Regions from separate parts of the Mus musculus genome. Here regions 2, 3 and 4 are each linked to region 1. A link is a contact called in public Hi-C and promoter capture Hi-C data. All regions are on one chromosome and are shown on one strand. Each heading gives the region's core, a stretch centred on a gene start, on an enhancer-like site or on the middle of the called end of the contact. The rest is flanking DNA. Distances are from core to core; before and after follow the strand shown. Region 1 holds the start of Rab2a (RAB2A, member RAS oncogene family). Region 2 has its middle 13 kb from the start of Gm34428. Region 3 overlaps Chd7 (chromodomain helicase DNA binding protein 7). Region 4 has its middle 17 kb from the start of Gm46842.

Region 1 (7,211 bases), core at 4,375-6,874:
GGAGACATCTGGGGGTTGAAGTTGATTTCTGGCCTCCATATGCACACACACACACACACACACACACACACACACACACACACTACAATCAACCAATCAATCAAATACAAAGGTTCTGTAGCAGTTAGTGGTGTTGCTGCTGTTGTTTTAAAGAATCTCTTAACTACGTGACCCAGCTTCAGCTGAGAGCTCTGGAAGAACTGGATCTTTTAATACAGTCAGATACACTGTAGAGAATCATACATGTGAAATATAGTATTCATGTTTTCTCCTGGCTGTAATGTGCTTTTTAGAGTCTGTGAGTCCATCTGCAGTAATTCTAGTATGTGAGCAGCCAGACGGTCTCTGCTGAACAGATGGAAGATTTGAAGAGGAGTGTTTCAAGGTCAATTAGTCACTGGGATAAAAACAGACTCATTTCAGGTCTCCCCGAATCCAACAGTGGACCACCTCCTGACAGCTTCTTTCAGAGTTGCAGGGAGGCAGGGAGAGCTAATGCTATTCTGATTTTTACCTGCTTTTAAGATTTTACTAATTATTATTTCAAATATTTATGAAGTGCTGTCTTATAAAAATGAGATTACTATTACTCCAGTCATTAATTGTTCCTCTGGCCCATGCACTTAGATCCTTCCCTAGAGCTTCTAGCTTACACGTAAAAGAAAGTTTTTTTATTTATCTAAACACACTGCTGACTAAGGCTGTGAGCTTGCCACTTCTGATTTTGGAACCTGGGGCTGTAGCTCAGTGGTAGAGACCTTGCTTACATGTGCAAAGCCTTGGGTTCAATACCCAGTCCAAACCCCAGCAGGGCAAAACAAAATCAACTAACCAAATATGTATTCGTATGTATTTTGAAGGATGAGCAGGATGGAGCGGTAGACAGAAAAGTGGTTTCAATGGGTTATGCAAAGAGAAGTGTGGTGGCCTGAATGAGAATGGTCCCCTTAGGCTCCTATGTTTGAATACTTGGTACCCAGTGGATAGAATGGTTTGGGAAGAGTTAGGAGGTGTGGCCTTGTTGGAGGAGGTGTGTCACTGGGATCGGGCTTTGAGGTTAAAAAAGAAAAAGTCCAGTTAACTCTCTTTCTTTGCCTTGTGACTACTGTCTCAAGATGTAAGCTCTCAGTTACCACTCCAGTCCCATGACTGCCTAGCTGCTGCCATGCTCCCTGCCATGATGGTCATGAACTAAATCCTCAGAACTGAAAACAAGCCCCTAGTAAACTATTTCTTGGATAAGTTGCCTTGGTGATGGTGTCTCTTCCCAGCAGTAGAACAGTAACTAAGATAAGAAATGAATCAGAGAATATTAAGAATGTTGTCCCCACTATTCTGGAAAGGGTGAATGAGCAAAATAGCAAAGCAGAGAAAAGGGGTTGATGCCCTTGGAGGACTATGTAAGGCAGCCAGTGTAGAAACTAACAGCCTAAGACGCTCTGTCTGAACAACCCACTCCCACTTCCCAGGACATAGTGCAGGTCTCTAAGATAACACAACTCCTCTCCTGTAGCCTTTAGTAGCCAATGCTACTCATGCTCTGTGCAGTGAGACCCCATGTCCTCCAAGGAAGGCCCCTTGGTGGGCTCATTTCACACCTACCTACAGTTCTTTGAGAAAAGTAAGAAGGAACACAGAGCTGTGAGGTTGGCTTCAGTGTTGAATATTGGTTGCTATGCGCGTGATCTCCTCATTGCAGAGTCTATATAGTTTTGTGTTGATGGAACCCAGATGTAGTTTTTAGGAATATATACCCAAGCTCGTCAATAGATACAGTGGTAAAGTATTTTTGAAGCTTATTCTTCCTCCAGAATTGGTACTGAGCTTATCAAGTATCAGCTAGAAAATCATTTCTATAGGTTACATAGAACTGTCTGAAAGAGGACATTTCACATGGCTCTTGATTATTTCTGGCTCATAGTCCTCTGAAAGAATGCCTCCCATAAAACTGTACAAGTGCAAATATGTACACTGTGTTTTCATAGCATTTTAGAAGACAGGGTAAGAAAAAAATTATAGTCTTCCATATTTCTTCCTAGTCTACATTCCTCCCTCCTTTCTCAGCATCCTGAGGGTATTCAAAATCAGAGGAAAATTTTGGGTTGGGACCCTAAATACAAAATTCTAACATAGCATTATATTTTTAAATGTTAAAGAGAACTTGAACAAGGAGTTATTTAAAAAAAACATAGTCATAATAGTCCTTAAATCTCACAGTTTCCAACCATCAAGCCACCAGATATGGTGTAAAACTGAGAGAAGAGATGACTGGGGCTCATTCCTAAGAGCACAGAAGTAGCTGAAAATCAAAACCAATGGAAAATTCCAGAAGGTCTACTAACACTTAGTCTGGGGATTTTAATTGAAAAAATACATTTGGCTTTTAGCGGCTAAATAAAATGTCTTAAATGACATGTATTTATATCCCCACTACAAGAAAATTTAAGGTAACATATATGATTGGAGAAAATAAAACAAAGTGTTATAAATGTCAGAAAAGAGAAACGTAAAAGGAAGGCTGCCTCCCGCTTTGAGCCTGGGGTCTTGCTGTGTCGCTCACACTGGCCTCCAATCCATGCTTGCTCCCCAGTCAGTGTGCTGGAACTACAGATGGGTACCCCCTGAGCAGCTCCGGGGCTGGCTTTAAACATGAACTGATACAGTGGTTAGACTTTTATTTCCCTAAAGTAATTTTTAGAGAGTATGCAGTACTTAAGAATTTTATATCTTTATTTTTAAAAACCGAGGCTCAGCAGTTATGAAATCTTGCTGGTTTTCCAGAGAGGACTCAAGTTTGGCTTCCATGTCCCGCATCAGGAAGCTCACGGCATTCTGAAACTTCAGCTCCTATGAGCCCTCAAACACATGATATATAGACACACACATACATATAAATAAAAATAGTAACATAAATCTTTAAAATCCTTACTTTGCTTGGGATGGAACCTCGGGGCTTTAGTCCTTCCGGGGACAGTACTGCAATACTGAGCAGCAACCTTCAGCTTTATTTTTTTATAATGTTTACAATATTTAATTTTTTTCTTCTATATGTTGTTTCTTACTTTTCAGTTTGTGTTTCGTGTGTCCGCACGTGCATGTGTGTCCCAGCGCGTGTGCATCTGCGTCAGGAGTCAGAGATCAGCACTGGCTATCTTCCTCACTGGCTCTTTACCTAGGGTTTTGAGGCACGGTCTCTCCGTGAATCTGGAGCTTACTAATTCAGCTGTCTGTACTCCCTGATCTGTAAGATCCGCCTGTGTCCACCTCTCCAGTGATGGGCATCCACACTTAAGCCCTCATGCTTGCACAGTAAGCCTTCTACTGAGCCTTATCTCCAGCCAATACACTGAATCTGCAAAGCACCTACCACCCTCATCTGAGGCTCAGAGGAAGATATGAAAATCAAGTGCTTGGACTGGTGAGACCGCTCAGCAGATAGACACCTGCTACCAGGCTTGGCAATCTGCATTTGACCCCTGGGACCCAAGTGTTTTGGGAGAGTCCAATTCCAAGAAGTTGTACGCTGGCCTGGTAGAGGGCCATAGCACACACATGCCCACTCTCTTGGATGTACACAACAATCTAGCAAAAAACTCAGAAATAAAGAAAATCAGGTCCCCACTCACACTTGATCGTACTGCTGTGGTGCAGTGGCCTCTGCAATCTTTGCGCACTAAAAGAGAGCAGCCCCGTACAGGAACACGAACCTGGGACACCTGTATAGCCCTGGTATCTTCACGGTGGGGGGGGGGGGTAGGATTACTACCTTAACTGGTACATTTACATCTGGAGATTGGACAGACAAACAGCCAAGCACATTCCAATGTAAAGCAGCCCTCCTAAATGACCAACTTCAGCCTTGTACAGATCCATACACTGAAAGGCAAGAACAATTTGTCACAACCATCCAATCAGGACAGAGTCAAGACCAGAAGCCAGGTTTCCTAAGCTCTTTATACCACCACATTGCCTCTAGCACTGTGTATATATGGCTGTGAGGTTTTTTCTGTGTACCTCTTTCCCTTCATAATTTCCCTGTGTCTCCTGTATAGAGTTCTATATGTGTATATCTCAGCACACAAGGCCTTGCATGGCCTGCCACAACTTCTCTGGCTAGCTGTCTGCTCTAGGGACTGTTCTTGATTACAAAGGAGGCTAGGCTCCTACAGTCTACAGAGTTGTCCTTCGGGAGCTGAGATAGTAAAGACCACACTCTGAGAGTAAGGACCCGAGTTTCTGAACAGACACCCAGAAAAGATGACTTGAGTGAAGTCCCTTAGGCAAAACAGCCTCAAGCCTGAAGCACCCGGGGAAGGTCCCAAAGACCAGTGAACCCCATTTTTTTCAGTTGCTTTTCACATCAAGTTCCTGAGCCTTTAGCAAACCACCTCCCTAGTAATGAAGAAAAACCTAGTGAGGTCCTGCTTGTCAGTTGTGCAAATGAAGTAGCAACCAACTTCAGTCATCCTAGCATGGTACCATCAACTATAATCACAGAATGGTTGATTCCCAAGGGAAGGGATGACAGTCAGCAGGAGGCTGGCCACGAAAGCCACAAAAGCCCACTCATTCCTCCTCCAGCAACAGAAGAGAGATGGAAGCATTAAATCAGCTTCCTTACACAACTCTTAAATTTCCTGAACAGATCCACGAACATCATTCTGCTATATTCTCTCTGTTTCTCTGTCTCTCTCACTTTGTGTGTGTGTTTCTCCTTCTATTGTGGTTTCCAGAGAATGAACTCAAGACAGGCTTGCATGGCAAGTGCTTTTATCTGTACATTTTGGGGACACACTTTTTTTTAGATAGGGTCTCATGCTTGACCCCTCAGTGTTGTAAAGAATGACCCAGAATTCCTGATCCTCCTGCCTCTATCTCCCAAGTGCTGAGATTATAAATGCATGGCTTACTTGTAGTAACCTTTGTCCTTTTGATAGTCACTTTCTTGTAAGTGGGCTCTCTAGAAAACTGTTTCAGATAGTAAACTAACTCTGTCCTCCACCTTCTTTAAAATCTGGGCTTTTAAAGAACTGGGTTTGCCTCTAGTTGGCAGCACTGGCAATATATACAGAATATATTCAAAGGCAAAAGTACCTTCAAACTGCATGCACACACATATGTTTTTTACTAATTCCATCATGTCATACCAGGTATTTCCTTTCATGTTGCTTCTGTATTTATTTCAGTTTTTCGTACAATACATACACAAAACATGATTAAGCCATATATTGTACACATTACACCTATACACAACATTGCACTTAGAATCCTGGTCTGATAAACAGCATGCAAATGTATATTTACTTCAATATTTATACAGTTGGGTTTTTTTTTACATCTTTTTAAGAGCGACATAACAGCATTATAGGGACATACCACGATTACACACACACACACACACACACACACACACACACACACACACACACACACACAGAGAGAGAGAGAGGGCGGCGACTGAACCTAGCAGGCTCCGTTTCCTCGCGACTCCCCGAGCCCCGGCCTGGTAGGCGGGGCTCCGGGGTAGGCGGGACTCCGACCGGAGGGCGCGGCCGCGGCTCCTCCCCTCTCCTCCGGCGGCGCAGGCGGCGGCAGCACTTCCGGGTCGGCGCGGAGGCGGGGCGGAGGCGCCGCGGCTGTTATTGTTCCGAAGGGCTGGGCCGCTGTGCTCCGCGCTCGGCGCTGTCAGTTCGTCCCGCTGCCCCTCGGCCTTTGCTGCTGGCTCTGACGGCGACCGACGGCGGGCGGGGCCCGGGTTCGCGGCCGAGCGGCGCCGGTGAGGGCGCGGAGGAGGCGCACAGCGGGAGGAGGAGCCGTGAGCCTGGCACGGAGCGGCCGCGGCCATGGCGTACGCCTATCTCTTCAAGTACATCATCATCGGCGACACAGGTGAGGCCGGCGGCGGGCCGGGGGCGACCGGGGCGGGCAGGCGGGGCAAACGGCGGCGGCGGCGCCGAGCGGCGCGGGTCGGGGGCGCAGCGCCTCCCTTCCTCCCATCCTCCCTCGGTCCCCTGGCCGCCGCTCCATTTCCGCAGTGCTGGCGCTGGTGACGTGGGCGCTGCGAGCGGCCGCGGCCTGCCTGGGCCTTCCTTCCCTGCTCCGCCCGGGCCCGCTGCAGCCAGGCCCGCGGCAGCCGTTTGCCACTTCCCGGAGAGTGTGACAGCAGCACGGCCGTCCCCGGGGGGCCCCCGCCTCGACTGTCTCCGCGGCCCGGGGAGAGAGAGGGAAGTCGAACGAATTGGAGCGTGACGGGCCCCGGTCCAGATTTTTCTCCCTGGTCCCACCTCCCCGACCTGCACGCTTCCGTCTAGGCCCTGGCAAGGCGCACCCTGAAGTGGGACAGCCTTTTGGGGAGGAAAAAAAAAAATTAAAAAAGGAAAAGAAAAAAACCTAAATTTTTTTGGAAATATCCTCAATCTCCAAGTCCGAATAAGTGAGATCACATGACTCGATGGCAGGGCAATTCTTCTCGGGATCATTAAAGCACCATTGAGCTCTGGCGACTTTTGCCACGTGTATGCTGGCATTATTTGACTTGATAGTAATGCAAGGCAGGTCAGTGGGCTGGGTGTGAGCATACTGTGGGTATGCTGACTTACTACTGATTTTTTTTTCTTTTTTTTCGGTTTTGTCAAGTCCAGGATCACAACTGTTAATTTTCAGGTGACCTCGTGTACATTTGTAGCAAAAAAAAAAAGGAAAAAAAAGTTCCCACTTAAAAATAGCATCCTCATAAGTTTCTGAAGCAAATAAGCAAGCTGTTCATGAAATACTTTGAATACCTGCGATTTGGGCCATATTTCGAATCTAATAATAAACGTAAAGCTTATTTAGGTGTTAAAACTATTAATACACTAGAGTCTGATTTCAGTGGTGAGTGTTGCACAACCTGGACCCCTTACACAACTTTGTAAATGTAGAAGCATCTTGAGGTTGCCCTATGATGTAGCAGGTTCTATAAGTAACTCTGGAAGTATGTTGATTGCTACCTAACACAAACTTCCTGCAGTTAATACAGTTTTTCAGCCGTGTGTGTGTGTGTGTGTGTGTGTGTGTGTAAGGAAACTGGATGGTTTTCTATGCAAGGTACTGGATAAAGCCATATTTTGTAAACTGGAAAAGTGGTATCTAAAATAAAAGCACTGAGTTATTTTAAAAAAAAAAAAAAAAAAAAACAAGTAAAATTGGAGATGTCAGACTAACTACAGTGT
Region 2 (6,773 bases), core at 1,056-3,555, 480 kb after region 1:
CTGAGACTTCAAAACTAGGTCTTTTTTCCCCATAATGTTTTCTGACCTTTATTTTTATTTTATGTGAATGAGTGTTCTGTCTACATGTGCATCTGTCCACCATGTGTGTGTATCAGAACTTCTGGGACCCGAGTTATAGACAGTTGTAAGCTGCTATGTGAATGCCAGGAACTGAACTCAGGTCCTCTGGAAGAGGAGACAGTGCTCTTAGCCTCTGAATCATCTCTCTAGCCCCTAAGCCTTTAGGTAACATTAGGCAAATAAGAACTTGATTAAGGTGAGAACTTAATGCAATTGGTTTCTAAATTTGCCTTTTCCTGATAAGAAGGACATGCCACCATTGGTCACAACTGCAAAATGATCTGCTTTGTGTTGTTCTAACAAGACCAATACATGGTAGAGATGAGGGACTTACTTTAGGGTGTGGGAGGGCTTTGACAGAATGACAGCGAACACTTCTCTGTGGGTGTGGGTCTGACCATCAGTGACACAACTCATATGTCAAGGACAAGAAAGAGAAAGACCCAAAAATGCCTTGACTGAATTCTCCCTGTAGCAATTGTTGAGTTGAGAGTAAATGACTTTTGGCTTCATGAGATCACAGAAATTATGTTTCTTAGAGATAAAAAGAAAATGTGATTTGGCCAGGAGCCTACATTTGGATAGCATTTGTGAGGTTGGGGAGGTGGCTCAGGGGGTAAGAACATGTACTGTCCTTCTGAAAGACAGGCTCCATCCACATCTACATGTGGTAACTCACAAGCCTGTAACTGTAGTTCCAGGGGATCTAACTTCCTCTTCCGACTGCCAAGGACACTGCATGCCCATATAGTAACCTGGGCAGTTTCTCAGTAAAGAAAGTACGCATGGATATGATGTTGTGGGATCCTACAATGCAATGGGTCTTCTATATGGGCCAGTTTTAGCCCTGTTTCTGCTACTATAACAGAACACACAAGGCTATATATGCTATAAATAGTTTATATGGTAAATGGGTCTGGAGGCTGGGAAACCTCAGAGTATGGCCCTAGTATACCAGTTGAGAGCCTGCGTACTGTGTTATTCAGTAGAGGGAGGCAGAGGGGGCAAGGGAGTGTATAAAACAGAAATCATGGCAAGCCCATTTATTCTTTTATCAGTAGTTCACTCCTACAACAACTAACTCCCTCACTCAAAATAACAGCATTAATCTATTTATGAGCCGGAGCCCTCACAACTTGCTTACCTTTTAACCTCTTACCTCTCCTCAACTCTGTCCCTCCCCATTGCAGGCTGAGCTTTGGAGAGGACATGGAAACCAGAGAAGGGACACAAGCTAGAGATGACCACATGGCAATGTGACATGCCAATGATACAGGAGTCAGCTATGAGAACTGATGTCAGGGGTAACCATCTACAGCAAGGGGCTTTTTCAGGGGTCCATGTATTCCTACCTGACCAAGTCCCCATGTTGTTAAGCTCTCACTTCCCGTGATTAGCTCTCTCATAAAATCTAAGTTGACTTCTAGGAGATGGGAGGGAAACTGTATGTGCACGCATAAGAGTGGAGGCAGTTGAATGTGTGTGTGTGTGTGTGTGTGTGTGTACACGCACGCGAGCGTGCACTCTCTTGCGTGCACGCGCACACATTTTTGCTTGCAAGTGGTGGGAGGCTGAGGGCCTGAGCAGTTTTCCAAGGTTCCCCAGAATACAGAAGGCTTGTGGTGCATATGGGAGATCTGACAAGAACAGCAGAAGGTGAGGAAATGGCTGGAAGCAACACTAATGCCACTCCATCTGGAAAGAGGGGTACTGTTTAGTACGTCTGGAAAGCATTATTTCTGCAAATAGCTCAACCTCTATCAACTTTCAGGCAGGGATCCCGATCTGCTGCCAAAAAGAGATCTCCCTGACGGCAATGTGGTGGGAGACACTGCGCAAATGAACTAATAGCACAAAGCAGGAAATCTGTAGAGATGGCAGCCGTGAAGGTACCACACAGCAAGCACCTGCCTCTCTCCAAAAGGACAGCCGGGGCTTCACATCACATTAGGCTGGAGCTGCACTGGGGGAGGGCTCAACCTGGTGGGATTTGGAGCTCAGCAGCCATTTCCAACAATTTCTCACAATCTCTGGGCTCAGAAAAGCCCCAAATAGAGTTAGCCAAATGGCTTTCCTGCATTGATTTTTATACCCGTGGGTATTTTGAAGGAAATTAAATCCATGTGTTTCTGATTCGGTTGCCATTAGCACATGAGAACGTTGTTTTTTTGAGAGTTATAGTGTGCGCTGGGTGCCTTCGCGCTGTGCTGCTTAAATGCCATAAAACCGTCTAGCCAGACACGGAGGTACAGGGAACCGGGTGTGCTGCTGCAAGCCATTTCCCTGCCTGTCCAGAAGGCAACATGTTTTTGTCATTTGCATCCTCTCTGAATGTAGCACAACATGTTTTCTTGTGTCTGTTAATCATCTATCATTTCCAATTTGAATGAAGCAGTATTAGTATAGATGATGAGAAATTACCCTTAACCACTAAGAGCTGGATGGGAGACCTTCAGAGCAAAGCAGCCACAAAGACTGGCACTGTTCTGGGCAAAGAAGTCAGTGGTGCTGTAGCCCTAGGACGGTCCACAAGGGCTTGACAGGATATCACTTCAGCAGGTGAGACTGGTGGGGAGAGCCTGAGTGGGACTCGGGACTCGTGGCACTCCCTGCTTGCTCTCTCTTCCTCTCTTCCTTTCTCTCTCTCTCTCTCTCTCTCTCTCTCTCTCTCTCTCTCTCTCTTCCTCTCTCCCTCTCTCTCCGTCTCTCCCTCTCTCCCTCTCCCTCTCTCTCCCTCTCTCTCCCTCTCCCTCTCTCTCTCTTCTCCCTTTGTAGACCAGGCTGGCCTTGAACTTACAAAGTTCAAGCCGGCCTCTGCCTTCCTAGTGTTAGGGTTAAAAGCATATGTCATCATGCCTGACTTTTGAACTCCTCTTCCTGATCATCAGATTGAATACCTTTGGTTAGGACTCTTTAAGAAAAACAAGTCTACTTTACTGATAATAATGTGTATGTGCATGTGAGAGCAGGTGACTGTGGAGGCCAGAAGAGGGAACTGGGTCCCCTGGAATTAGAGTAGTAGGTAATTGTGAACTCCTTAAGGTGGGTTCTGGGAACCAAATTCAGGTACACTTTCATAGCCACTGAGCCATCCCTCCACCCCCATGATCAAGACTCTTTCTAAGCATGTCACAAACGGACAGACAGACAGACAGACAGACAATCCCATTTAGTCTTATCACATTCTTTGCATGATTATATACCCTTAAAAAGAATCAGCAATACACATTTAGTAGGAACTGCACTTTGATTTTTGTTTGTTTTTTTACCAAGATTGTTGCTCTTCAGTCTGAGACTCTCCTGTGAAGATGGACAGAGGCAGAGAGCTACAGCTCACACTGTATGGCCAAGCTGTGATGGGCAGTAGGTTACACAAATTCAGTCCTTTCCCCACGTACAGTATTATCAATTCATGATGGGGCTGCCTGTCAAATGAGTCTTGTTAGGGCTTTAGCTAACCCTCCAGTCTATGAATTAGAAACTGACTTCAAAAATGGAGGGACACCTGCATTAAGTCTCTGCTGTGTTCAAGGTCTGGTTCTTGATATTGAGAACTTTCCAAAGATGAGAGGATGGGTTTTTTTTTTTTTTTTTTTTTTTTTTTTTTGTCTCTGAAGGGAAGATGCAGGAAAAAAAAATCACATGAAGTAATTTATTAAATATTGACTGTGAGGAAGGCGGAAGCAGGACAATAGGGAATTCAAGGCCATCCTCTGATACACAGCAAGTTCAAGGTTGAGCTATTTGGGAAACTGAGCTACATGGAATCTGCATCACACACACACACACACACACAGATACACACACACACACACACACACACACACTTACATACACAGACATGCACACACACAGACACACACACACATGTACACACACAGACACACACACTTACACACACAGACATGCACACACACAGACACACACATCACACACAGACATACACACTCACTCACACACACACACACTCACACACACAGACACACACAGACATACACACTCACTCACACACACACACACTCACACACACAGACACACACACACAGACATGCACACACACAGACACACACATCACACACAGACATACACGCTCACACACACACTCACACACACAGACACACACACACACAGACATGCACACACACAGACACACACACATCACACACAGACATACACACTCACACACACACATCACACACAGACATACACACTCACACACACACACTCACACACACAGACATGCACACACACAGACACACACATCACACACAGACATACACGCTCACACACACACTCACACACACAGACACACACACACACAGACATGCACACACACAGACACACACACAGACACACACACACACAGTGCTGTGGGCATTACTTGCTTGATTTCATTATCACAGAATTTGTTAAAGTAGGTTTATTCCTCCACTGTATAAGAGAGTTTTACTAAGGAAGCAGGAAGATTGTTAATTTGCTCAAGGACAGAGCTCTATGTGGAGGATTCAGGACATAGACTCTCTTTTCTATGACTAAAGGGCTTGTGATACTTTCTCTCTGTCCTATTTTTTATCTTTTAGTGTGACAATTGTTAAGTAATTGTGTATAATAACATATGGAATTTGATATCTGGAATCCTGGGAGGGGATGTACATAACTTTGCCTTGGCGACCCTGCAAGAATTTACTGAAAAAACATTATGATACTTGTTTGGGGTTTTGAAAGGATGACTGAGAGTGACCCAACAGAGAGAAAGAACACTCAGCAGATGACAAAGGGAAAGATGGCCACAAGGACCCTGTTTCAGTACTGAAAATCTACTCCTTACTTCACTTGGGTGGCACTGATTAATATGGAAACTGTTGACCAGGTCACACTTCTATGGATATAATTATAAATTAAGTGTGTGTTCTCTGAGCTTCCAGGCTGTGCTCATTGTTCTGCCCTCTGGGCTGTGGAGGTTCTTCTTTGACACCTGGCATCTCAAGGAGCACTTTGATTCTTCTTGACTTTGGTTAACCTTGACAAACTCATTGGAAAACGGCTCCTCTGGTTTCCCTCCGTCCACCCTGTCACCTGAGGTGCCTTGCTCCTCATTTCCAATGGGAGGAAAAGAAGGTCTGTTTCAGGCACAGCTGGTGGCAGTTTTGCTCTGAAATCAGAGGCTGTGGAGCAAACAGAAAATTTCATGCTTCGGTCAAGGCAGTGGCCAACAGAGCTTCAGTAACTTACATGGTGTGTCCACAGCCTGCTTCCCATGAAGCTGCCTGCTAGTGTGAACAAGCTGGGGAGTTGTCATTGAGCTGTCTTCTGGAAGCTTTCTCGATGACATGAGTCTGGGTGTCTCGTGTTGTATGGCTTTAGTCTCTTAAGCCCTAGTGTAGTCAAGCTTGCCCTACACTCCTTTCTGAAAGCCGGTAGTAGACAGCTTGCCAAGACCAGACTTACTTCATCACGTCACTTAACTAGCTCAAAAGCTGAGCCGTGGCTGGCATGATGATGCTCTGGGCTTGAATGCTTATCTAGAATGCAGGAGGCCCCAGGTTTCTTCCCTAGCACCACAAAACACAAAGCAAACAACAACTGGTGCAGATGTCCCTTGTGTCCTGGCAAAGGCCGTGCTCCTGATGGAACACAGTTGCCTTAATCAGTCTAAAATTTAACCCAAACTACAAGCATCACTGGGAAACTGCCAGTCCTTCTAATAATGGAAAAATAAGTATTTCTAGTGCTTCTGTCAGCCAAGCGAGAACCCCAGACTCCATTTAGACTTAGTGGAGCAACTTGCGATTTAAATTCAAGCTAAAACAAGTAAGCAAGCAAGCAAGCAAGCAAGCAAACAAACAAACAAAAAACCCTCCTCATTGGTCAGATGAAGAGGCTAGACTCAATTATCACTAAGGACTCACTGGGTCTACATTTTCTGATTGCTGCTGGAAACCGAGACCATTTGTTTGTTCTCCTGCAATCAAAGACAATCTCATTCTCTCTTGATTAGTCTAGAGATGGTTACAATGTTCTTTCCTCTTTGCTACATTAAAATAAATCCTAGTTTATTTTGCCTTTCCTCAGAAGAGTCTTTACCACAAATATATCCATCCACGTGCACATTGTATTAACTTTTCCAGGGGAGATGAACAACCATCTTATTACTCCTGGTCAGGTAGCAGTGTGTTTAATTGTAGATCCTTACAGGTGCATTGCAACCCATCAACCTGTTTATATCCCCAGAGAGAGGGAGGGCTGCACAAGCCCCTACCTGCTCTCTACAAACATTAGCGAGCCCAGTCTTGTGTGAATCACATTTGGTCATCACAACTACTGAAGAGTATTGAGTGGGGCATGGCTTCTCACAATCACCCGAGTACCCATGAATTTTTGGGACCTTCTCCAAGGCCTTCGTGTCACCCTCCTGTCACACCGCTATAACAGAAACCCAGACGAGGTCTAAACAGAGTGGTGCTATGGGACTGTATTGGGATATAATAGATTCTGTCTTTCCAAGCTGTGTTCAAAAAGCCAACTCATTTCAGGGAGCTTGCAGCCCATCATCTTCTTTAATTAGGGCCTTTTTGGGCTGAGGCAACATTAACTGTGCTATAAACATGGTGGTCAGCAACTAATGCCCTGGACCTAGTCCCGGCCGGCTGTGCAGAGTGGCCAGTCTGATGGCCTGGAGGCATTGCTGGCGG
Region 3 (6,437 bases), core at 631-3,130, 270 kb after region 1:
GTGGCGCTGGTAGGTCATAGGCTTCACACATCTATGTCGTCCTGCACAGGCTGTGCCGGGTTGTGCTTGACCACAAACATGAACATTCGCCAGCAGTCGTACTGACTACCAGGCTTTGACATTTGCAGCAGCATGGTAAAAAGTTGTATTAAAACTAGAACTGCCAGGCAGAGTGGCACACAACTTTAATCCAAGCATTTGGGAGACAGAGACAGGCAGACCTCTTGGGGGTTGGAGCCTAGCTTGGTTGTGAATTTCAGGCCAGCCCTGGCTACATAGTGAGAATCTGTCCCCAGATAAACAAACAAACAACGCCACCCTACTTACCAAAGCTACTCATTATGAGATGTGCGTGTGGTTCCCACTTCTCCCTCCTTCTCCAGGACTAGGAATTGACCTGGGGCTCTGTGCATTCTTCGTAAGTGCTTAGCACTGAGGCGGACATCTCCAGCCCCGAACTGTTTCTTTCAGGCCCCAGAGTAAAGTGCATTGGAATACCTTGAGAAATAACAATATAACAATGTTTGTATTAACCTTTATAGCCTGTAGATTATTTTCTAATGCACTGTTGTTGGTGGGCTCTCTACATTATACTTTTCAGTCATAGAGAAATAAGAGCAGAGTGTGCTAGACTGCCATAGGTCCACTGTGCACCTCCGGTATTGCCACTGCCCGCAATGGAGATGGCCAAGTGAGGGACAAGGTTTGCTGTACCCGTGTGTTCTTGTTGAAGGGACTGCTGTTTGGAGCAGCAGCATTACAAGGTCCTAGGACCCCATATCTCCAGATAATTGCTGTGGTTGTCACAATGTCTTTTCACTCGGCATTCTAGATGAAAATTGCCAGTTTTCCTTTAAGATTTAGAAAAGGAAAGGAGGAAGGAAAGCAGTCTTACTACTGTGTACCGTGTTACAGAGCCCCAAAGCCTGCCCTTTAACACTCACACTGTTGGGCTTCTGTTGTAGAAGAGGCGGTCCAGCAGGCAGGTGAAGAGGAAGCGATACACTGAAGATTTGGAGTTCAAGATTTCTGATGAGGAGGCAGATGATGCAGATGCTGCTGGAAGAGACTCCCCATCCAACACCTCGCAGTCAGAGCAGCAGGTCGGCAGCCAGGCTTGCGCCGTTTCATGTGTGCTTTCAGGGTGGACTGGGAACTTATGCCTGGAAGCCAAGCAGTTCAGTGGCAGAGGTGGACTTGGGGCAGGGGAATGTTCTGCTGATGTTGGCTGACGTGTCGTGGGAAATTCATTGTTCAGTAGTATCTTAAAAAGCCCTACTTGCTCAAATTCATTTTTATACAAGGCAATGATATGTAATGTGCCAGAGGTTTGGAGAATTAAATGTCTCTGCTGAGGAAGAGTCTGAGCTAGACTATGAACCTCTGAGAATTCAGTGCTGTAGCTCCCGGAACCATAATAAACCACTCGAGCTCATCTCCTGCTGCTTGGCACCGTCAGAACCCCTTTATAAAATTACTGCCTTGGAGTACCCAGCAGGGCACACTGTATTTTCTGTGCAATGTAAATGATGGATAAAATAGTTTGTATGTAGCTCGGGCAGTAACAGAATTGATTATTGCAAAGATTTTATTTATTCTTTTTTTTTTGCTCTTACTGTACTTTAGTTAACAAACTGGCTGCCAGTTGAAAGGCCCTATTAAATGCAGCTTGGTGTTTAGCTGGCAATCGGATCTCTATTAAATTGTTGTACACAGCCTCCATAGGACAGAGCTGCCTACAGTAGCAGGGCAGAGGGAGCATTCAGTCCGTGAATATCGGTGCAGGGAAGTTGCTCCTGACCGGCTGTCGCGCACAGGTTACTTTTCCTTAGCAGCCAGGGAGGATGCGTTGTGGCTTGAGGGACTGTGCTTCTCTCCGTAATTAACCACACAGTCAGGAAGTCATAAGCACAGCCCTTCCTTTGCCTTGCTGTATGTAGTGTGAGGTTTTTCTTGTTTTTAGTAATTTTTCCCACTGTTAACTTTGGGCCCTGTGGTTGAAAGGGCAGGAGGCATGGGCAGAGGGGAGTGGTGCTTTCCCACTCGCGCTTGCAGCACAGGTCAGATGGCTTGCCAGTGGGATCGGCTGATACCACTTTCTCTTTTTCAGGAATCTGTTGATGCAGAAGGCCCAGTGGTGGAGAAGATTATGAGCAGCCGCCTAGTGAAAAAGCAGGTGAGCGGCGCCCTGTGCAAAGATGAGGATCCCATGGGGTGATCGTCCAGGTGGTTTGCTGCATACTGCCCTGTTAAGATGCCACTATGGCGCGGGGTATGGTGGTGGGTGCGGAGGATCAGGAGTTCCAGGTCAGCTGTTTCTTCATGTGACCATGTCTCAAAAAAGTAACAGCAAAAAGACAAACAAATAAAACTAAAGAAAAGCCCAATGGCTACATTATCATAAGATGAAGTGTCTGTCGGGTGATACTTCGCATCCCCTTGGTGATTGATTGCTCTGGAATGAAATCAAAACTCCATTAAGCAATGACCTTAAGATGTATCAACCTTTGTAACCCTATTTGGAGAAGTCAAGAAACTCAAAAGAAATGTTTAAGACTTCCAGAGGTACAGACAACCTTTTCCATAGAAAATGCTCCCAAGAAGACCTTGCTCGGGAGCTCCCAATGCCCTCATCAGGCTCGGTCTGTTACTGGGGCAAGCAGACGTTGTATCACGCTGCTTACAACTTTTTGCATAAATAACTTAATATGTTGAAAGTATCTTTATTACCGATACAGTTCATATTGATAAGCAAAAGTGCCTGCCAGTGGCAGCAGGTAAGCTCGTGGCCCAGGCGCGTTAGAAAGAAGAACTCCATTATGTTCTCTAAGCACTGGGAATTCTCTGCTCCGAGTCAGTTGCCTTCCTGCCCAGATTGGGAAATGCTGAGCTTGTATCTCCAGAAAGTAGGTACTGTGGATATACGTCAGCCAGGCAAGCCTGAGTAGTTCTTCATAGCTTTTGAAATGTAGAGCAAATGTGATTTCTTTTAGTAAAATGAATGCAAGGTATAGTTTCCCAGTGGCCAAGAGAATCATGGAACTTAGATGCTGTCCTAAAGTTTATCAACTATCAGACAAGGGAAAATAAAGACAGACAGACAGACAGACAGACAGACAAGCACGCTACCAGCAACAAAATACTGGTGAGCACAGGCACTTAACACAATTGTTTCTGTTAATGTATCATCGGTTGGGGCTGAAGAGGTGACTGAGAAGTCAGGAGCACTTCCTGCTTCCAGAGGACATGAGTTCAGTTCCCAGCACCCTTTTTGAATGTTTCAAAATGACCTGTAACGTAACGCCAACTCCAAATGATCCAATGCCCTCTCTTGACCTGCAGTCATATATGTGCACGCACACATACATAAAAATAGAACTTGTATTTTTTAAACTGAGAGCTTATTGAGATACCCCTGCACCAACAGTAGGCTTGCATGTCCCTCTTTTCTCACATACTCAGGATTTGCACACTTATTACCATATACACTACATGCTCCTATAAAAACTATCCGGAGCAACAAGTCAACGTACTTCAAATCGGGTGTTGAGGTGGAGTGTGGAGGATGCAGTTGGTAACTGAGTTTGTAGCTTCATGCCCTAATGGATCAAATGATAAAAACCAAGGCAGGTTTGTCACGTGTTGGAACAGACACGAGCACTACTTAGCTCGTTACAAAGGCTGCCTTTTCCTAATGTCTCTAGAACTGTTAGTTTGTGAGTACAGATATATGGTAAAATGTAAATAGTTGGCATGCTTCAAAGAGTGGTCCCCTTCACTGGACTGGCGCTACTTGAGGAAGATAGCTGTGTTCTTGGAATGGGATGCACTCATGTCTGTTGAACTTGTAGTACTTCGGCAGGCATACTTAGCAGGCTTAGAGCTGAGATTATAATTAACTCTATTCTCCATAGCTAGTGAGATTGTACCTGATGCGGACATGGCTTTTCTTTCTGTTTTGCCTGCTTCAAAGAACTTAGTTTTTCCCCCTCTGCCCACCTTTACTGGCAGGTACCTATGGATTACAAATTGATATTACAGCCCCGTGTGGCTCGCTGTAAGGCATTAGATGTCATTGCAGATGTATATGAAGATGGAACATTTATTGAAATGGCTCTCAACCTCCCTAATTCGTGACCCTTTAACACAGCTCCTTATGTTATGGTGACCCCCCCCACCAGAAAATTTTTTTCATTACTACTTATAACTGTAATCTTGTTACTGTTATGAATTGAAATGTAAATATCTGATAAGCAGGGTGTCTGATACGTGACCCCTGCAAGAAGGTTGTTCAAGCCTCAAAGGGGTCATGACCTGGGTTGAGAACCACTGATTTATTGGCTTGGTGAATGTGGGAATGGAGAAAATTGGTAGGAAAAGTTCTCTGGAAGACAGGAACTGTCTGAATGTAAGGATTGTAGAGAGCCCACAGATGCTCATCCGCTGCCGCCGCTCAGAGGCTGCTAAAACTCCATCAGAAGAGACAGACCATTAACAGCCACTAACTTTTTAAACTGCAAATGTTCTCAACATTCGTTGCTTTAATTTATAATTGCTATAAGTTTATCATTTTAAAAAATGATAACAGGGGACAATATTGCACGTGGAAAGAAAAAGAAATTTGATATTTTCCTGTGGACTCTAGCTGTGCTTCCTCTTACTATGAATAATTTAAGAATTGTCTCCCAGGGAGAGCCACCTCAGCTTCACACACCATGACAGTGGGCGTGGCTTGGCATTTAAATATTGTCCTAAACACAAGTTAATGTCCCCAAGACCCAGGAGAGGGGTCTTGTATATGAACATTGAGGTATGTTTGAATGTGTGTGTAGATATTTAGAGTGCATAGGTGTTTTGTTTTCCATATTTAGTTATAGCACTTCCTATATGCCATCTATCTATAGAAAATAATCCAAGCCCTTTTCCTTTTAGAATCATAAGGTCAGAAGTTATCTTAGAGTCAGAATCTGGGTGTACTATATACACAGGAGAGATACTATCCCCTAACATTTATTTTTCTTTATTTAACATATGTTTTCTCCATAAGGAGTTATATTAGATTCCAGGATAATTGAACATAACAATAAAAAATAGAACATTTTATAAAGTTAAAGTCTTAACTATAGTCTCCAGAATATCTTTATTTTCTCACTCAGTACTCTGTAACTCACTATCTCTGTTTGAGTATGAAATATATTAGACCAGAAGCAGTTTATTATTCTTCTCTGTATACTTTTTCATTTTTTGTTCATTATTTGTATAGTTTTGAGTAGAAGAGCTGTCTAATTTAGCAAGGCTATTCTTTCCTTGAGGGTGCAGGTTATCATGTGCTAACGGCTGTTTCAGGCCACGTTAGAGAACTAGGCTTGGCTCCTTGGTCACATGAACAGTGAGACAAATATGTTAATATAGCCAAAACATCAGGTTTCCTGTAACCTGTTATGATTCCTTTACATTCATTCCTGGGGAAGGAAAAGAATACCCATTTTCAAATGTCTATTGAACTCATGAAAATACTCAGAGCACTGTCAGGTTAGACAGTAGCTGGCCAAGGAGTGATCTCAGTGTTTGTGTGTGTGCGTATGTGAAGCTGTGCGTTATCACCCTATCATTCATTGAGTCTGCAGAGTATGGAAGTTTCTGCACACTGGTACTGTGGGCTGCTGGAGGATGGACAAAGGAGATGTCTTTAGTGAATTCTTGTAGAGAGTCATGACTCAGCATTCTCTCCGGGAAGCATGTGCACACTTACGTGAAATGTAGTTAGCAGCTGGAGTTGAAGCTCCACAGAAGAACATGGCCATGTTTTATGTGTAGCCAGTTAAACAGAAGACAGCAAACAAAATTTTTGTTTACTTGGGGACATGGCACACGCCTTTAATCCCAGCACTCAGGAGGCAGAGGCAGGTGGATTTCTGAGTTCGAGGCCGGCCTGCTCTACAAAGTGAGTTCCAGGACAGGACAGGAGGGCTATACAGAGAAACTCTGTCTCAAAAAAAAAAAAAAAAAAAAGCAAAGCTGTGTTATGGTTAGGACCTTTCATAAGCCCACTAGAGTAAAATGAGATGTTCGTACGTATTGGCCATATTCTAGAATATCTAGGCTTTGCACTGGTGAGAAGCAGTTTAAAATGCACATTTAATTGAAACTGATAAAAGGTTGGAGGGAATTCTAAAAGGTCTTTAACTGTGGTTTGAGTGTTATGTATGGAAGCCAGCCGGAGTGCCCTTATAAGACATGTGCCCTCTGTCATCCTCCACGCTGGCTCTCCTGTTTGGCCCCAACCATGTTCCTGTTCACCCTCATTTTCTTCAAAGATCTATGAGACCACCCAGCACCCATGTGTGAGCCTCCAGGCAAGCTCACCAGCTCTCGTAGGAGCAGAAAAGAACTTCCTGACACGTGGGTAAAGGCTGTTTATGGTTTACATCTTTGCT
Region 4 (7,251 bases), core at 2,664-5,163, 390 kb after region 1:
CTCCCAGGAGGTTAGACGGTCACTCTTTCATTTGATGGCGGTCCTCTCTCCTTTCCAGATTCTCCAGGAAGTCATACAAATGTTTCCTTTCTCCATCTGCTGCTGGAGTAAAGCTCTGGGGACGGTGCTCACTCCAGGGCCCCAGAGCTTTGTTCATATTTTCATGCCGCCTCTTGTTTGTGTGTTTTCCTTCCTGGAATCAGCTGTCACTTTCTGTTTTCTCCTGAGTCCCTCCGCTTGCCTTTGCTTTTCTAGCCTTTCTGAAAGAAGATGCAAACAGCACATGTTTGCTCCGCTTTGGGTCCTTGTGCACCCATTCTGTTTGGTGGCCTGTCTGTGATGCTGGCTGACGGAGCAGTTGTGGTCAGGAAAGGATGGAGACCACCATGTGGTGCTGGGTTCTAGGCTGCTTTGTTCATTCAATCAACCTGAACCTCTGCTACGTGCCAGGCACTGTTTGGAGACTTGTAGCATTGAGCAAATCAGACATGTTCCTGCATTTGACCAGCCCTCCTTCTTGCCCGGTCCATGCCTGTGGATTAGGCCACTAATGGATCAGAAATATGTGAAAAAATTTCATCTGTACCAAACATATACAGACATTCTTGTCATTATTATTCTCTATACATTATAATGAATTTGTTTTACATTATAACTAAATTACATTATACTAGGTCTTATTGGTAACTTAGAGATGATTTGAAACAAGTCTTCTTAAACGGTTTCTACCCAGGGCCTCTTTTGTTCAATACATTTTTATGTGGCCCAAGTATATAGGTATATAAAACAAACATAAATTTCAAACCATTATTTGGGATACATTTAACTTTATTATAGTTATTAAATGTGAAAGCAACAGGGCAGTGGTGACACTTGCCTTTAATCCCAGCACTAGGAAGGAAGAGGTGGGCAGAGCTCTGAGTTCAAGGCCAGTCTGGTCTACAGAGTGAGTTTCAGGACAGCCAGGGCTACACAGGGAAACCTTGTCTTGGTGGGGGCAGGGCTAAATGAAAGTAAGTTTACGTACTGATGGAATGGTGGGATTATTTATTACCACATGCAGAAGGTAATATTCGTGGAATATTTTATAGTGCAGGGCTTAGAGCATCCTCAATGTTTTTCCAAGTTGATTGATATTTTGATTTTATAATCATTAGTGCTAAGAATGCTGTTTTACATAAATATGGGTGCAATGTACAAAATGACACCAATATGTTTAGTACCACTTCAGAAATGATTGGAAAATGTGTTCCAACGCTAAGCCAAAATTCGTTGAGCTATATTTCATGATATTCAAATTAGCAATTCAAAGCAGCAAATTGTCGTTGTGTTGTTGTTGTTGTTGTTGTTGTTGTTGTTGTTTTGAGACTGGGTAGCCCTGGCTGTTCTGGATCTTGCTCTGTAGACCAGGCCAGCCTTGAACTCACAGAGATCTGCCTGCCTCTGAGTACTGAGACCAAATAAAGGTGTGCATCATCACGCCCCACACATGTCAAGCGGCGTTGATTTTTACATTTTAAAATATTAATCTGAGTTTTACATACTGAGGAACGGTACTAGGAAAATATTCAAAAACTTTGTTTGGTAATTAAATAAATTTTCAAAATTGCCAAATTAATAATCAAATAATGCCAGAAAACCTTTTATGTATATCAAAGACACCACACTGAATAACAGCAGGGTCAAATCTGAGCCAAGGTGTGGCCGGCAACGTTTGGTGGGTTTTGTGTTTTGTGTTGGTGTTGTTGGGCACAGACATGTGCTGCACAGATATTGTAGTGCATGTTCAGAGCCACGTCTACAGTGAAGATGTGGCATCAGAGGGCACTGTCAGAAATGCCTCAGATTCCATACACGCTTGCCTTCAATTGATTTTCATTTATTATGTGCTCAGAAATCTTCTACTTTTGCCTAAGGGTCCACAACTCTGCATCCAGTTTATGCGATTGTACTGGCTGGTTTTGTGTCAACTTGACACAAGCTGGAGTTATCACAGAGAAAGGAGCCTCAGTTGAGGAAATGCCTCTGTGAGATCCAACTGTAAGACATTTTCTCAATTAGTGATCAAGGCGGGAGGGCCCAGCCCATTGTGAGTGGTGCTGTCCCTGGGTTGGGGGTCTTGGGTTCTATGAGAAAGCAGGCTGAGCAAGCCAGGAGAAGTTAGCCAGTAAGCAGCAGCAGCCCTCCATGGCCTCTGCATCAGCTCCTGCCTCCAGAATCCTGCCATGTTTGAGTTCCAGTCCTGACTTCCTTTGGTGATGAACAGCAGTGTAGAAGTGTAAGCTGAATAAACCCTTTCTTCCCCAACTTGCTCTTTGGTCATGGTGTTTTGTTGCAGCGAAAGAAAATCTAACTAAGCCAGTGACACTGTAAAGGCCAAAGTCCACAGTTCAAGATGCTGTAGTTTAAAGCATAGGAGAGGATGTGTCACATGCAGGCTATGTGCAAATACTACATCAGTTTATACAATAGGCATGGGCATCACAAGATGCTGAGGTCCTCAGGGGTTTCTGAGGATACTGATGGAGAAAATGTAGCCGTGAAGATGACATAGTCTAGTTTGCAAGGCAGTAAGGGACCTGTGTAAAGTGTAAAGTGCCCAAGTGAAAACCAAAGCACTGCAGAATTTGCGCTGCTATTTTTAGACTCTGCGACCAAGAAAGGCTTCTTAACTACAGGAGTTACACTGAGGAAAGTCTGGAGGCCAGGGAGAACATCTTTTGGGTGAAGGCATCAGTGATAGAACCTGATGGACCAGGCGAGAAGTTGCATGGAAAGGTGTACCCAAAGATAGATGCTTGCCTTCTAAAACAGCAGTTGTTACAATCTCTGAATTACTCTACCGCTCTAGTCTCAGATGGCTTTGATGTTTGGTTCTCCAGTCACCCACTTCCTTTCCTCAGCTCTAGTGTAGAGGCTAGGCGGGAGGGAAGCTTAGCTTTTTACTCTCTGGGGAAGCCTGATGAAGCGCGGTGGGTGGGGCTAGGTGACTGTTCCTAGCTCTGGGTTCTGCTGATCTCAGTAATAACGCACAGGAAGTGCTAATTCTAATGAAAGGAGGTGACAGTGGTCATGAGAGTCCCCAGGAGAAAGGGGACAAACCGAGGCAAAAGCTGAAACTAGGTTTTAACCACAGCAAAAAGTGCTGGTGTTCATTACAGTTGCTGACTTTAATGAACAGCAAGCATGTGAGGTGCCATGCTCCTTAGTAGGCCAGAATCCCATGCGTTCAACAGGCAGTTGGCGCTATGGAGCCTGCCCTTGTTCTTACTGATTGATCATCGTTACTCCCCAGCCCTCCAAGCTGTCCTTGGTACTGGGCTGCAGTTGGCAGAGACTCCTTCTCCCAGTTTTGTCTGCAAGTGGCCATGCTCCTTGAGTTTCTACTTCCTTTTGAGGAGAATAAGGAAAAATGGATTTTTTTTTTAAACTTTCTCATCTCTTGGTGAGGGGCCTTGTGAGCCTTTCCTCTAATGTCCAACTGCTTGGCTTTCTGCGTTCTCTTTGTTGTTGTTTAAGACTGGCTCCACTGACATATAAGAACACCTGCCGCTTCCCCCAGGGCTGACAGGGGAAGCTGTTGTTCTAAATCCAAAGCAAACACTAGTGCCACTGGGCAGCTGGCCTCCCCAGGAGCACAGGTGAATGGGGGTGGGGGGAGGGGTGACAGTGGCTTACTTGTCCTGGAAAGGGGCCATTAGAGGTCTGATCCCCAGGGACTGGCTTCCTCTTACAGCTTCCCTGGAGCAGCTGTGGTGAGGAGGAAGGGTGCAGAATTGACTCCGTTTTGGAAGAGTGGAGAGGCTGTCATCTCGTCTTCTCTTTTCAGGAAGATCTCCAGGGGTGGGTGGGAGGCAGCAGTTCCACTCAGCCACGTGTCCCCAGCATGCTCACACAACATCTTAAGCGACCGGCTGGCCGGAAGGGAGACAGTGCTGAGGGAGAGGATGTGGTTATTCTTCAAAACCCTAGTTCTGTTAAAGGACTTTAAAAAATGGTTGCAAAACACATTCACATTACAGTTTAATACATTTATGCCCATTAAAACATGGTGATCATGAACATTGTGTGTGTGTGTGTGTGTGTGTTTCTGGGTATTACTAGATGCAAGAGGTGGAGTTACACACTACACTTCCATGGTCAGTGGTTGTCTAGTGAGGTTTACCAATAAAGCCACCCTATCTCCCTGTCCTGGCTTTATAGGGTTGTCATAACCAAGTGCCAGAGACACATTGAAGTTTATATCCTACAGTTCTGAAAGGCTGGGAATCCAAGGTCAGAGTGTTCATGGTTGCAGATGTCTGTCTTCTTGTGTCTTTCCATGACTTTTCCTTCTGTGTCTGTCCCATGCTCCTTTATAAACTTGCCAGAGATGGCAGATCATGGCCCACCCAAAATGACTCTATTAACATCACCTCTTTCAAAGGCCTTGCCTCCATATACACCCTCATTTTTGAATAATTGGAGTTAGGGCTTTAACATAGAAATGTGTATGTGGAAGGACAGCAGACCTCTGACTTGAGACCCTTATGCCTTAACCATCCATCAACGACGTGGCAGGTGTATGATGTGCCTGGCCACTTGATGGCTTTCCAGAATTAGTCTCATCCTGATTACTTCTTCAAGATGAGGAACACCCAACTATAAAACTAAAGCATGCAGCGCTGTGGAGTTAAGGTAACTACATTTGTTTCTCGGCATGGAAGGTGTAACGTAGTGGTGGAGTAATTTCCTGACATAAAATGACTAAAGGAAAAACACTTTCTGTTTCATGAGTTTTATTGTTGCGTGTTGTTCCATCACCCTTATCATTAAAAATTACAGGCACAGATGTTACTTTTAGTATAGACTCATCATAGTCTCCTCATGTTGGAGTAAGAAGCCCAGATCCAGGGCAGGGGCCGGCGCAAGCTGCCAAGACCTGCCCAGACCCAGCCAGAATCTACTTGCTCTACTGGGCAGGTGTAAGCCCTTGGGGTTGGGGGTTGGCCTGCTTCTTGGACTTATACAGATATGGAAAAGAGACTGTAGTTATTAAATGAGATGGCCTCTGATCACGAGTTGGGACTTTTTTACTTTTCTCAGAGAATACTTGCCTTTGTTTGTTTTTCTGATCAATCTTGAAACCAGTAGTGCCGACTCCACCTCCGCAACAGCCACCCACTGGCTCCCTTCACAGCTCCACCCACAACACCCACTCATGCAAACAAGAACAGAGAAGGCTCAGGGATTCTTCCTGATTCTGGCGAATATGCTGTAACCCCTTCTTTATAGAAAATAGCATAAATGGCCCCCTACAGCGCTGCTGGCTTCAACAGGAGGTGTGGGTGGGCTGGCTTTTCCTGGCTCGCCACTGGATCACCTCCACCCAGCTGCTCCAGAAAGCTCCTGACAAAGCTCACCCGGGAAGTGCTGCCCGGTCTGCAGGAATTGGCCGTCGCCACGCGTTTGCAGCATACACCGATCTGAATTTCGAGAGTCTGATGTGAACAGACATCATAAGTTGCATCGATGTCACCGAAGGCCAACTAGTGACTTCATTAGTCAACTGTTTCCTTATTGCAATTAAAATGAGGATGGCCAGATGTTTATTTAGGCTTAAGGAAGGATGCAGTATTGTTTGATAGGCGAGAGAGCTACTGAATGTGTTAAAGCAATTCCCCAGAGTTCTGAGATAGATGGTGTATTTCTCAATGACACCGTCTCCCTTGGCCATTCCTTACTGTCAAGATCCAACTTGCCATCTGCTCTGAGATGCCCTGGGTCTCTGCCCAGGATTGTCTAGCAGAACGCAAGACTTTGCCTTCCCTTCCTATTTCCCAGCACACAACATTACCTGCTGTTGCCTCCCTTGGCTTCTTCAAAACACACTGCACTCGTGAGACATGATTTCTCTTCTAGCTTATCAACAATCTGGAATGGTTTTGTTTTTTGTTTTTTGGGTTTTTTTGTTTGTTTGTTTGGTTGGTTGGTTGGTTTTTTTTCTCCTTTTGGAGTAGCACCATTAATCTCAAATCCTTTTCTTTGGAGATTTTATTTTTTAAATTGTGCTAAAATACATACCACATAAAGGTTTATCATTTTCACCACTGTTAAGGGTACAGTTCAGTGGCACATTGTGTGTGGCATTTACAGTGTGGTACAACCATCACCATCATCTACTCAGAAATTTTCTCATGAACTCAAATACAAACTCGATACACATGAGCTGTCTATCCATCCCTCTTTGCCCCAGCTCCTCAATGCTACTTTGTGAACGAGCCTACTCCAGGTTTCTCATGCAGATGAGTCATCCATAGCTGTGCTTCTGTGACTGGCTACTTCATTTAGCCTAAGGTCTTCAGACTTACCCATGTCGTACCACGATTGAGCATTCCATTCCTTATCAGCGTGCAGCGTTCGCACCATATATATATATATTTTAATCTATTGATGGATCTTTGTATTGTTGCCATCGGTCAGATGTTGGGTAAAATGCTAAGAAAAACAACTTGCAAGGATCTTTTTTAATTCCTTCATTTTGTTAATGGTTTTGGGTATATTCTTAGTAGTGGGACTCTGGATCGTGTATCATTCTGTATTTATTCCTGAGGTTTTTTCCTAAACCAAACCATTTTTAAACACCTCCTCACAGGTCAGTATCTCCATGAGTGGAGTGACCATATATTTCTTGGTGAAAGAAGAACCACTTTTCTGAAGGGAGGGAACATCAGAAGTCTTGGGGAACCACCCACTTCCTTGATGAATAAGCTATCTGGAAAGGATTGGCAGATACCCCTTGCCAGACAAGAAAGACACAAAGTTCTTTAGCTACCGAGACAACGAAATAAGACAATGTTGTAAAATACTTGGCATAATTCCTGTTGTAGGTGATCTTTCAATCAGCATTAGCCACTGCTGTTATTATTACCGTATTTCTAGATGAAGGAGCCCAGACTCCTGGAAGCTAACAGTTATGTGGCTGTTTCATAGTATTCATTTGGTTGGTTTTGAAATCTCTATGGCTGGCTTTCTATTTCTACAGTATGTTGACATTGCTCAGGCTGTGATCCTCAGTGTATTTTGCTTGTGATATCTCCTTTTTCTACATCTCCCTTGGTCTGCTTTCTGTGGACATAACTAAATAGTACAGCCTGGGTAGTAAAAGAATAGAATTTTATGAATATTCTGTAGGCTGAGCATGTAGGAGGGTGACTGGAACCAGATGAGGAACTTCTGCTCTATCAACAAGTGAGCTTTTGAAAAAATATA

The links. Promoter capture Hi-C pulls out the DNA fragments that hold promoters and counts their contacts. Hi-C and Micro-C count contacts between places; a contact is called where the count stands out from the background.
Region 2: a promoter capture Hi-C map of hippocampal neurons shows a contact between it and region 1, with 5 times the contacts expected there. The contact joins the enhancer-like site here to the promoter of Rab2a in region 1. A contact is called at or near these places in 14 of 39 promoter capture datasets (the 3T3-L1 cell line, 3T3-L1-derived adipocytes, the C10 cell line and 8 more), 4 of 484 Hi-C or Micro-C datasets (CD4 T cells, CD8 T cells, cerebral cortex and 1 more), 5 of 115 datasets of contacts at active chromatin or transcription factors (astrocytes, effector CD8 T cells, embryonic forebrain and 2 more) and 3 of 9 other capture datasets (adipose tissue, liver and macrophages).
Region 3: a contact with region 1 is called in a Hi-C map of CD4 T cells, with 3 times the contacts expected there. The contact joins the enhancer-like site here to the promoter of Rab2a in region 1. A contact is called at or near these places in 1 of 39 promoter capture datasets (pre-B cells), 2 of 484 Hi-C or Micro-C datasets (B cells and CD4 T cells) and 1 of 115 datasets of contacts at active chromatin or transcription factors (bone marrow-derived macrophages).
Region 4: a contact with region 1 is called in a promoter capture Hi-C map of neutrophils, with 3 times the contacts expected there. The contact joins the enhancer-like site here to the promoter of Rab2a in region 1. A contact is called at or near these places in 3 of 39 promoter capture datasets (the C10 cell line, neutrophils and pre-B cells), 3 of 484 Hi-C or Micro-C datasets (CD4 T cells, granulocyte-monocyte progenitors and uterus) and 4 of 115 datasets of contacts at active chromatin or transcription factors (the 230-238 cell line, effector CD8 T cells, embryonic stem cells and 1 more).

Annotation. Positions count from the first base shown.
Region 1 is chr4:8,530,020-8,537,230 of GRCm38.p6, forward strand. Rab2a (RAB2A, member RAS oncogene family) reads left to right here and starts at 5,625. Exons shown (of 8, transcript NM_021518.3): 1 at 5,625-5,889. The coding sequence starts at 5,844.
Region 2 is chr4:9,017,671-9,024,443 of GRCm38.p6, forward strand. No RefSeq gene overlaps it. Among named protein-coding and RNA genes, the nearest start is that of Gm34428, 13 kb to the left of the region's middle. Within about 2 kb of position 2,306, at least 19 of the 459 cell types and tissues checked have an H3K27ac peak or open chromatin away from gene starts, as enhancers often do. A contact at or near this core is called in hippocampal neurons, where this site is marked.
Region 3 is chr4:8,804,186-8,810,622 of GRCm38.p6, forward strand. Chd7 (chromodomain helicase DNA binding protein 7) reads left to right here. Exons shown (of 38, transcript NM_001277149.1): 5 at 966-1,103; 6 at 2,111-2,176. Among named protein-coding and RNA genes, the nearest start is that of Gm46841, 90 kb to the left of the region's middle. Within about 2 kb of position 1,881, at least 33 of the 459 cell types and tissues checked have an H3K27ac peak or open chromatin away from gene starts, as enhancers often do.
Region 4 is chr4:8,923,823-8,931,073 of GRCm38.p6, forward strand. No RefSeq gene overlaps it. Among named protein-coding and RNA genes, the nearest start is that of Gm46842, 17 kb to the left of the region's middle. Within about 2 kb of position 3,914, at least 119 of the 459 cell types and tissues checked have an H3K27ac peak or open chromatin away from gene starts, as enhancers often do. A contact at or near this core is called in the 230-238 cell line, effector CD8 T cells, granulocyte-monocyte progenitors and 3 more, where this site is marked.